2 separate regions of the Sus scrofa genome follow, and region 2 is linked to region 1. Evidence: chromatin contacts called from public promoter capture Hi-C data. All regions are on one chromosome and are shown on one strand. Each heading gives the region's core, a stretch centred on a gene start, on an enhancer-like site or on the middle of the called end of the contact. The rest is flanking DNA. Distances are from core to core; before and after follow the strand shown. Region 1 holds the start of PLXNB2 (plexin-B2). Region 2 holds the start of CRELD2 (cysteine-rich with EGF-like domain protein 2).

Region 1 (4,749 bases), core at 1,630-4,129:
ACTGAGGCGTGGTGTAAGGACTTCCTGCAGAAGGACTGCAGAGTGGACCTGCCCAGACCAGAAAAGGGACCACGGGAGAGGCGCTGGAAGCCACAGCCTGTCCTGCCAGGGCACCCTCTGCCCACACCCAGAGTGCTCACCAGCTCTGACCCCCAGGCTGTGAGTTCAAGGCTGGGAACAGGACACCATGACGGCTCAAGGGCCTGCAACGAGCTGTCCTGGGGGAGAAGGGCACACGCCATATGGACCCCTCCTCAGGCTGCCAGCCCCCGCCCGTGCCTTCCACCCCAATCTCTTCCGCTCCACTCGCCTGGGCTGGGGCCAGGCCCCTGGGTTTCCTGCACTGGGCCCCAGCTGTCAGCTCTGCCTCCCACCGTGGTCCCTACAGGGCCACCGGCTGCACACATGCGAAGTGGACCCCAGGAGCCCACTCAGCAGAAGCAGCATCCCAGACAGCTCCTTGAAAGGACCCAAGGGACCCATCTCTGGCCTTGAGCTCCTCAGCCATGGGATGGGCTCACAGGTGCCACATCTAAACGTGGGAGGGGTTTGGGGGCACAAGGGCTGGGCTGTCGGAGGGGCTTGGAGAACCGTGGTGCATCAGTCGCCTGCTGGTTTGTGGGTCAGTCAAGAGGCAGGAGGGTGGCCTGAGATGCAGCCAGTGAGAGAGCCCAGTGCCCCACCCACCCTAAGCAGCCATCCCGCCCTGCCCGCTCGTCACCCCAGGGAAGCACCGGTGTGAGTAACCGGCCCAAGGTGTGTCCATGACCTGGGCCCTGGAGGGCAGCCTCAAAGGGCCCTGGGGCCACGGTGCTAAGGCCTCTGGGGTGAAGGGGGCTCCTGGCTGGGCCGCTGCCCTGGGCCCCAGGGAACAGGGTTCAGGACTCCCTCCGCACCCTCGCCCCCCCCCGCCCCCTGGAGGGGCCCGGGCCCGCACCAGGCCCTCCCAGCAGGGCCTGCCTGCGACCTCTGGCGGTTCTCCAGCCCAAGGGTGACGCATCGCCCCCACCCTGCCCCCAACCGGTCTGAGCAGCCGCGGAGGTGGCAGAGCTGCCCAGACTTGCCTGTCCCTCCCTTCGGAGGCTCTCTGCGCGGCCCCGGAAGCGGATCTCTCTCCCAGGGCTGTGGCCTCCCCCCTTGGGTGGCTGGACACGGCTGGATAATCCAAAATAATTCCTTCTTGGCAGGCGGCCGGTGGGGGAGGGGGGGACTTGCATTCCAAACCCTTGTTTTTCTCTAACTTCCCTCCCCTCCGGGGGCAAGGAGCCCCAGCCAGACCTCAAGCCCCCCTTCCTCAGAAGGAGGTGGCCCCCCCATAGGTAAGGGGAGGGAGGAGGTGGGAGGCTGGGACCATCTGCGTGCGCTCAGTCTCCTCCGGGAATTCCTCAAAGCTGACACACCACCAAAAATACCCAAGGGGCCCGGCCAGGCCCACGGTGACCCTCCTAGGGACCCTCACCTCAGAGCACAGCACCCCCCGCAGGTGTCCAACCCTCAGATGCTCCCCTCTGTGCCAGGATACCATCTGGACGCGGGGTCAGGCCGAAAGCCCCCAGCCCCCTGGGCTTGTTCTCCCACCTCCACAGGTCCTGCCCCACCTCTGCCCCAGGGGGGCACTGGGGCTGAACTTAGACCTGGAAGGAGGAGCTCCCCAGGGCAGGTATGGGCCCAGAGAGTCCCCAAGCCCCAGAACATTCCACGAGCTTTGGGGCTGAGCCTCACCCCCAGGCCTGACCCCCACCACAGGCCCCGAGCCCAGCCAGACCCCTTCCTTCTTTTTCCAAGTTGTTGGCAAGAGCCCAGTGACGTGGCAGGAAGCGCTGAGGCTCTTGAGCTCAGGGACTCCCCTCAAAATCTGCCAGACAGCTGAGCGCAGAGGAGTGGGAAGGGTCCGTCTGGGAGGGCTTCCTGCAGGAGGAGGCACACAGAGGTGCAGGGCCCGAGCCTGAGGGGGCAGGGCCCAGGCGGCCGGCAGAGACTTCCTGGGCCCCAGAGTGTCCACCCAAACCGCACCCCAATAAACCTTGGCAACTGGGCGCAGGCTGCGCGGCGAAGCAGGCGGGGACCCCCGGGACCTGCCCAGCGCTGGGCTGCGCCCGGTCCCAGCCCAGAACTGCGCACCCGCCTCGCAGCCTGCCAGGTGCGGACCAGGGGCTCCCAGGGCGGTCCTGGCTGCCGCCCTCCTCACAAGGCCCCGGGGGTGCGGGGCGCTGAGGCCCGACCACTGCCCAGCTTCCCGGGGAGAAAGCCGCGGCTCCGCCTCGGCCGCCGCCGGGGAACCAGAGCTGGGGTGGGGAGGCGGTGCAGGCCTGGAGCTCTGGCACAACGGAGACCATCTCCGCCCCCTGCACCGATCTCCGAGGCCAGAGGAGCGGGGGCGTGAGCAGGGGGGGAGCTCTGGGAGCCCCAAGGGGTCCGAGGGGCTCCAGAGGGACGCGGGCGGCGGGAGGGGCCGCGGCGCCCGGCCGGGGCCCCCTGGCTGCGCCGGGCCCGCTGTCTCGGGCTCCGCAGGCCTCGCCCGCCACCTGGAAGAGCGTGGGGCGGGAGTGGCCCGGCCCCGGACGGCCCGACACACAGACGGCGGCAGAGGCCCGAGTCGCCCTCCGCCGGGCGGCAGCGGCCCGAGTCCCCCTGCGTCCCGAGCGCTCCAGGCCAGGGCGGAGCGGCGCGGCCGGCCACCCGCCCCCCCAGCCGGCCGCCCCGCGGGCCCCGCACCGCATCTCCGTACCTGCACGTCCGCCGCCGAGGCTCGATGGCGCCCGGGCCGCGCTCGGCGCTGTGCTGCGGCCCGCGCGGCTGCCATGGAGACGGGCCTTTGTGTGGCCGAGGAGGGGCCGGAGCGCGCGGGAGCAGCGGCCCCGCCCCCGGCGGGGAGCGGGGGAGGGGAGGGGAGGAGCGGGGGAGGGGAGAGCGGAGGGGGGAGGGCGGAGGGAGAGCAGGGGCCCCACGGGCGGGGCGCCCCCCGCGTCCCTGGTGCCCGCTGGCCACGGTGGGCGCGGCGCGTTCGCGGGCCTGGTTCGGGTCCAAGTTGGCGCCAGGGGAGCCCCGGTCTGGGTACTGGAGGAGAGCGGGGGCCAGACCGAGGTCCCCGAGGCACCCTTGCAGTTCTGTCGGAGAGGGGCCGGCCACCAGCACCCCTTCCCTCACACTGGGGAACAGGCCAGGCGGGCCACGCCCTTGCCCTGTGGGGGGGCTCGGAGCTGCTGGGTCTTGCCTCCCACCCTCCTAGGGGAAGAGGGCACCTGCCCTGTGTCCCCTCAAGTACATCCTTGGCCTCCATCTGCTCTCCTACTCCCTGGGACCCCCCCCCCCAGTGAGCCTTTGGGGACCTGTGCACAGGACCCAGTTACTCTCTCGGGTGCTCGCAGGTGGGTGGTGAGATGAGCCTCTCCCAGGGCTCCAGCTCTGGACTAGAGTTTGCCCCACGTCCGTCCGGCCACTCCAGCCCCTACCCATCCTGGTCCTGATGCCCCCAGCCCCTCAGACTTGAGCAGGGGGGGGGCTCCACTGCCCCCCACCCACAGTCTCCAGCAGAGGACCCAGGAAGGATGTGGGACCCTTCCCCAGCCCTAACCTCTACTTCCATACCGGGACGCCCCCTCCCATCTTTGGGGACCCACTCTCCACCCAGCCCTTCCCCTCCCTGCAGATGCTCCATTTCCTCTATCTCAGCCTCCAACCCAGATGAAGCCACTGGAGATGGTGGGTCACCCGTCATCGGTTCTTCCTGCTACCCTCCCACCCCCACCCAGCCGGCCAAACCTTCACCCCTTCGGCCCTGAAGCAAATCACACCAAGACCCACCCCACGTTCATCACAGGGGACCCTCAAATAACCAAGTTCTGACAGGGATGCCAACTTTTGTCAAAAAAGGAAATTAAAAGACAAGCATTGTGTCACAGGGCATTTTAATACCAAAGATGTGGGAAGGCCACCATCCCAGCCTAAAAGAGAGTCTTTAAATAGAGTGCAGGAAGCTGGGGGGTGAGGACTGTCCTTCCTGTCCCTGCAGCCGCCCACTGGCGCCCTCCACCCCACCCCCACCCCGGGCCCACGCACACCACTACCCTCACACCCCGGCCTCAGACCAGGAGTTGCAGCCCCTCCAGGCCCTGCTGCCCAGGGGCTCTGGTAGGAGATGGCTCCGCCTCTTCTGCCCACCTGCCCCCCCTGCCCTCCTCACTCTCTGACCCCAGCCCCGTGGGGGGACAGAGGCTCAGCCAAGCCAGAGCCGCCCTGATCCTGGCAGGGAAGGCAGGAGTCTCTGGGGAGATGGAGTTGGCAGGACTCCACACCTAGCCCCCACCCCGGCTGCACTGTGCCCGGAAACCTTGTCTGGGCCCTCCTCGGCCCAGGCACCCAGGGAAGGCTTCAGATTCTGCCCCCCCCAGCCCCTCGCAGCACTGCCCACCCTGCCAGGTGTCCCTCTTGAAGACAACCCGCGCTGAGGTGCTGCGCAGACGCAGCCAGAGCCCTCCAGATGGCACGCAGGAGTCGGAGACCTCCTGGACGGAGGGCAGCTGAAGTCCCCCATGCAGCCCTTGGCTACTTGGGAAGGGAGGTGACCGTGCTCTGCGCTGAAGTGATGGCTGGGGCACCCCGCTCTCGGGTGGGGTCACGATGTCCCAAGCCACCCCCATGCCCGGCAGCCATGGCCCTTGGGCCACTCCCCAGACCAGACAGGCTGTCCACAGTGGTGCTTGGGGCCCCAAGGCCCTTCCGCACTCCCCGCCTCCAGCTGGTTCTCTC
Region 2 (4,749 bases), core at 1,390-3,889, 330 kb before region 1:
GGTATTAACAAAACAGAAACAGACTCCCAGCGGGAGGAAAGAAACGTTCGGGTACCCAAGGGGAAAGCGGGGGAGAGTGTCTGGGACTAACACATACACACTGTCATATGTAAAAAGCATGAGACACAAGGTCCTACAGTGCAGCACAGGAAACATAGTCAATATCCTGTAATAAACCATAACGGAAAAGAAGCTGAAAAACAGAACCCGTCTGCGTGTGTATAACTCAGTCGCTCTGCAGACAGCAGAAACTAACACACACTGTAAATCAACGCTATTTCAGGACAAAAAGGCACGGCTATGTCTTCCCCAGCCTGAGAAGTCTGAGCGACTCATCTCAGCAGCGGCTGTCCCTTACGTGCCGTCCCTTTAGGCCAGGGCGGCCCCCATTAACCGTTCCACGAGGTGGGTTTGCTTGACGGGGGATTTTAGTGGGGGTTTTGCTGGGTTTGCTGCCTGAGAGGGGCAGGTTTGGGGGATTTAGTTACACGTAGGGGTGCCGAAATAAAAGGCAGCAAAAAAACCCAGGAGGGCCAGAAGCAAAAGGAGGTGCATACTGGTTGTTAAAAGTGCTTTTTGGTTTGAGGAAGATTTATGAAATCTTAATCTCCAAAGGTAGCAGGTACAGAGGCCCTAAGCGAGGGCAAATCTGCAGATTAGAAGAAACCGGATCCAGTCTGACGTGGCGGTGGTGCTGGTGGGGAGGCGGTGGAAGGAAGGGGTCAAAACGGCTTTAATAATTAAGAATCACCAACATGCTGCGCAGTCAGTCCTTCAAGAGCAGCAAATGCAAACACCACTGGAGGGACAGACCATACTGCGTCACTGTCTCCTGCTCTTAATTTTTTTACTTTATTTTATTTTTGCTTTTTAGGGCCATACCCACAGCATGTGGAAGTTCCCAAGCTAGGGGTCTAATCGGAGCTGTAGTCACTGGCCTACACCACAGCCACAGCAACGCCAGAGCCAAGCCACAGCTGCCACCTACACCACAGCTCATGGCAACGCCGGATCCTTAACCCACTGAGCGAGGCCAGGGAACACACCCGCATCCTCATGGATACAAGTGGGGTTTGTTACTGCTGAGCCACGAAGGGAACTCCTGTCTCCCTCTTTTTATGTTTATTTTTTATTTATTTATTTTTCTGTCTTTTTGCCTTTTCTGGGGCCGCTCCTGCGGCATATGGAGGTTCCCAGGCTAGGGGTCAAATTGGAGCTACAGCTGCCGGCCTCCCACAGCCACAGCCACGCGGGATCTGAGCCGCGTCTGCAACCTACACCACAGCTCACGGCAATGCCAGATCCTTAATCCACTGAGCGAGGCCAGGGATCGAACCCGCAACCTCATGGTTTCTAGTCGGATCCGTTAACCACTGCGCCACAACGGGAACTCCTGTCTCCCTCTTTTTAAAACGTAAGCTCCTTGGCGGCAGGATTTTTGTTTTTCCCCATCACTGACCCTCTGTCCCCCCGGGGGTTCTCATCCTGAGGGCACCCCCGCCCCCATTCACTCAGGTGTCAGCAGAGCCCAGAGCATAGCAGGTGCTCCAACGACTTGAAAAGGAAGTGCAGTAAAAGCTCTTAAGCTTCCATTTTCATTAGAAAAGACAATAACAGGCAGTTCCTGCTGTGGCGCAGTGGAAACGAATCTGACTAGGGTCCATGAGGATGCGGTTCCATCCCTGGCCTCGCTCAGTGGGTGAAGGACCCGGCGTGGCCGTGAGCTGTGGTGTAGGTCATAGATGTGGCTTGGATCCCGCATTGCTGTGGCTGTGGTGTAGGCCCGCAGCTGCAGCTCCGAATGGACCCCTAGCCTGGGAGCCTCCATATGCCGCGGGTGCAGCCCTAAAACATAAACAAAGCAAGCAAGCAAGCAAGCCAGCCACAACTCATCAACGCGCAAATTGTAGAACAGTGGCATCTCGGATTAGGCAAGCCCACAGAGGCCCTCTTGTCTATGGGGTTCTAGGGTCTCTGCGGGAAACTGGTCATATCAGATGTTCACATTATTAATCCCTGGCGGAAACGAGCCATCTGGCGCAAATTAGGCCAGAGAAAACTTTGTATCTTTTGTTCTATGACAGTCGGGATAGGGCTCATCTTAGTCCGGATTCAAACCACGGGCTCCAGTGCTAAATGCCCGGGGCGCGTGGGGAAATGCAAAATGCAGGTTCCTGGGCCCCCAAAGACAGTCATCAGGCCCCAGGTGAGGAGGCCTGGCGGCCCTCCCGCGTGGACAAGCCCGGCGATGCCCGAGAAGCGCAGCCACAGCGCCGGCCTGGAGCCCCCGCAGCCCGCCCCCAGAGCCGCGCGCGCTGACCTCGCCGCCCAGAGCACAGTCCCTCGAAGCGCGGCCGCCAGAGCTGCCCTCGACCGGAAGTGGAGCAGCGGAAACCGATGCCCTTGACCGAACCTAACATGGCCACCAACGCCTAGCTGCCGTCTCAGCGGGCGCCCTTCCTGCCCGGAGTAAAGATGGCCGCCACAGGCGGGGCGTGAGCCAGCCGCCTCGGATCTCCCCGCCCCCTGTGCCCAACCCTCCCGGCGGCACGCTGACCCGGGCCCTTCCTATTGGTGGCCTCCCGTGGCGAGCTCGGATTGGGCCACATGAGGACGGGGCGGAGCCATCCAACCAATAGCAGCGCGAGGGATGGTGAAGGGCGGGGCCCCGGCCGGCGCCGTCAAGTAGGCCCGGGAACCGCCGGCGCTGCTGAGCCGGTGGGCGGCCGAGGGTCGGAACGCTCGGCGGGTGCTTGCTGGACCTCGGCCGGTGCCCGCGCGGCCGCGTTCCCGTGGCGCTGTCCGCCTTGGCCCGCCATGCGCCTTCCGGTCCCGTCGCTGGGGGTGCTGCTGCTGCTGCTTCTGCCGCCGCCTCCCGGCGAGGCCACCAAGAAGCCGACGCCCTGTAAGCGCTGCCGGGAGCTGGTGGACAAGTTCAACCAGGTGTGCCGCTCCGCGAGGACATGGAGCCAGGGGGTGGGCCTGGGTCGCCCCTCCGTGGACTCGGGGATCACCCCACGATGGGCCCAAGGTTGCCGCACTGTGGACCTGGGGTCACCTCGCCATGGACTAGATTTGCCCTGCTGTGTACTGTTACACCCCCCAACCCCCCGCCATGAACCAGGGTCCCCACACCATGGACCCAGGGTTGTCCTGCCATGGATTGGGTCACCCCACCATGAATCTGGGGTCACCCCTGCTATGGAACCGGGGTGACCCTGCCATGAACAGGGGTGAGGCAGCAGCGCCACCTTTCCCCCGCAGGGTATGGTGGACACAGCAAATAAGAACTTTGGAGGTGGAAACACAGCTTGGGAGGAAAAGACACTGTCCAAGTATGAATTCAGGTAGGCACCCTGCTCTGAGCGGCCCAGTGCCTGCCTTTGGTGACATGTCCCCGGGAGCACTGATGATACAGAGTCCCTTTGGCACCGGCACCTGTCCTTACCTGGTGCCGGTGCCAAACACAGGTGGGGAGTTCCCACTGGGGGTCAGTGGTTAAGAACCCGCCTAGTAGCCAGGAGGATGTGGGTTCACACCTTGGTCTTGCTCAGTGGGTTAAGGATACAGTGTTGTTGTGAGCTGTGGTGTAGGTCACAGATGTGGCTCGGATCTGGTATTGCTGTGGCTGTGGCGTAGGCCGGCAGCTGCAGCTCCGATTCGACCCCGAGCCTGGGAACCTCCATGTGCCACAGGTGTGGCCCTAAAGAAAACCAAAAACCAAAAAACAGATGGAGCTCACTCCCTCCCCACCGCAGCTCCAGCCCCATCCTGCCCATGGCAGGGGTTCCCCCGCTGGACCCCACACCTGATGGGCCACCCTGACCACCCCTGCCCTCCGCCTTTAATTCTCCGCCTGGCACTGACAGCCCCCAGCTCCATTTGGGGTCTCTGTTGAGGGTTTTTTCAGTGAAGCGCCACGGTCCCTCGGGCCTGGCCTCCGGACCTCCCTGTAGAGGGCGCTGTGCCCTGGCCTTGCGGTGCTGACGGCCTGTGCGTGTTGCAGCGAGGTCCGCCTGCTGGAGATCCTGGAGGGCCTGTGCGGGAGCAGCGACTTCGAGTGCAACCAGCTGGTGGAGGAGCACGAGGAGCGCCTGGAGGCCTGGTGGCTGCGGCTGTGAGTGCGCTCCTCCTTCTGGGAAACAGCTTTGGAAAGGCTGTCCGATGTAGCAAAGCCGGCGACGCGTTGCCCGAGCCTGTTTTCTCCCTCGCTTGTGTCCCAAGCGCGACCTGGAGGGACTCAGCCAGACGGGCCGCGGGTGCAGACCCGCCTTTCCCGAGCCCAGCCTGCTCCGCGCTTTCCGCTCAACTGAGTCTCGGCGCTGAGGAGCGCTGTCACGTGAGGTTTAGGGACGCTTTTTAAAACCCTCAGGAAGAAGAAGCATCCTGACCTATTTGAATGGTTTTGTGTGAAAACACTGGAAGTCTGTTGTCCTCCGGGAACTTACGGGCCGGACTGCCTGGGTACGTTTTTCTACCGGGGCTCTTGAGTGTCCCGTTTCGTTCCGGTTGCCCCGCATCCTGATCCCGGGTGGGCACTCGCGCAGGAGGGTCCTGGCCGTCCGTTCCTGCAGCGCCTGGGGCACTGCCTCCTCCGAGCCCTGGGGACTTCCTCTGGGCCATGCGGCTCTGAGTGTCTGAGCCCAAGGGCACTTCGAGTTCACGAGTCCCCAGACCCACGGGAGCCCACCCGCGACTGTCCTAAGCCACCCGCCTGGATGCCGCCCTCCAAATGCGAGGCGGCGGCCA

Evidence for each region. Promoter capture Hi-C pulls out the DNA fragments that hold promoters and counts their contacts.
Region 2: a contact with region 1 is called in a promoter capture Hi-C map of fetal skeletal muscle, with 3 times the contacts expected there. The contact joins the promoter of CRELD2 here to the promoter of PLXNB2 in region 1. A contact is called at or near these places in 1 of 5 promoter capture datasets (fetal skeletal muscle), 3 of 47 Hi-C or Micro-C datasets (heart right ventricle, liver and retroperitoneal adipose tissue) and 1 of 2 datasets of contacts at active chromatin or transcription factors (alveolar macrophages).

The regions. Positions count from the first base shown.
Region 1 is chr5:388,477-393,225 of Sscrofa11.1, reverse strand. PLXNB2 (plexin-B2) reads right to left here and starts at 2,879. Exons shown (of 38, transcript XM_021091289.1): 1 at 2,729-2,879. DENND6B (protein DENND6B) reads right to left here. Exons shown (of 20, transcript XM_021091320.1): 20 at 3,892-4,749.
Region 2 is chr5:714,656-719,404 of Sscrofa11.1, reverse strand. CRELD2 (cysteine-rich with EGF-like domain protein 2) reads left to right here and starts at 2,639. Exons shown (of 10, transcript XM_003126783.6): 1 at 2,639-2,943; 2 at 3,265-3,347; 3 at 4,007-4,117; 4 at 4,373-4,464. The coding sequence starts at 2,818. ALG12 (dol-P-Man:Man(7)GlcNAc(2)-PP-Dol alpha-1,6-mannosyltransferase) reads right to left here and starts at 2,477. Exons shown (of 10, transcript XM_021091350.1): 1 at 2,321-2,477.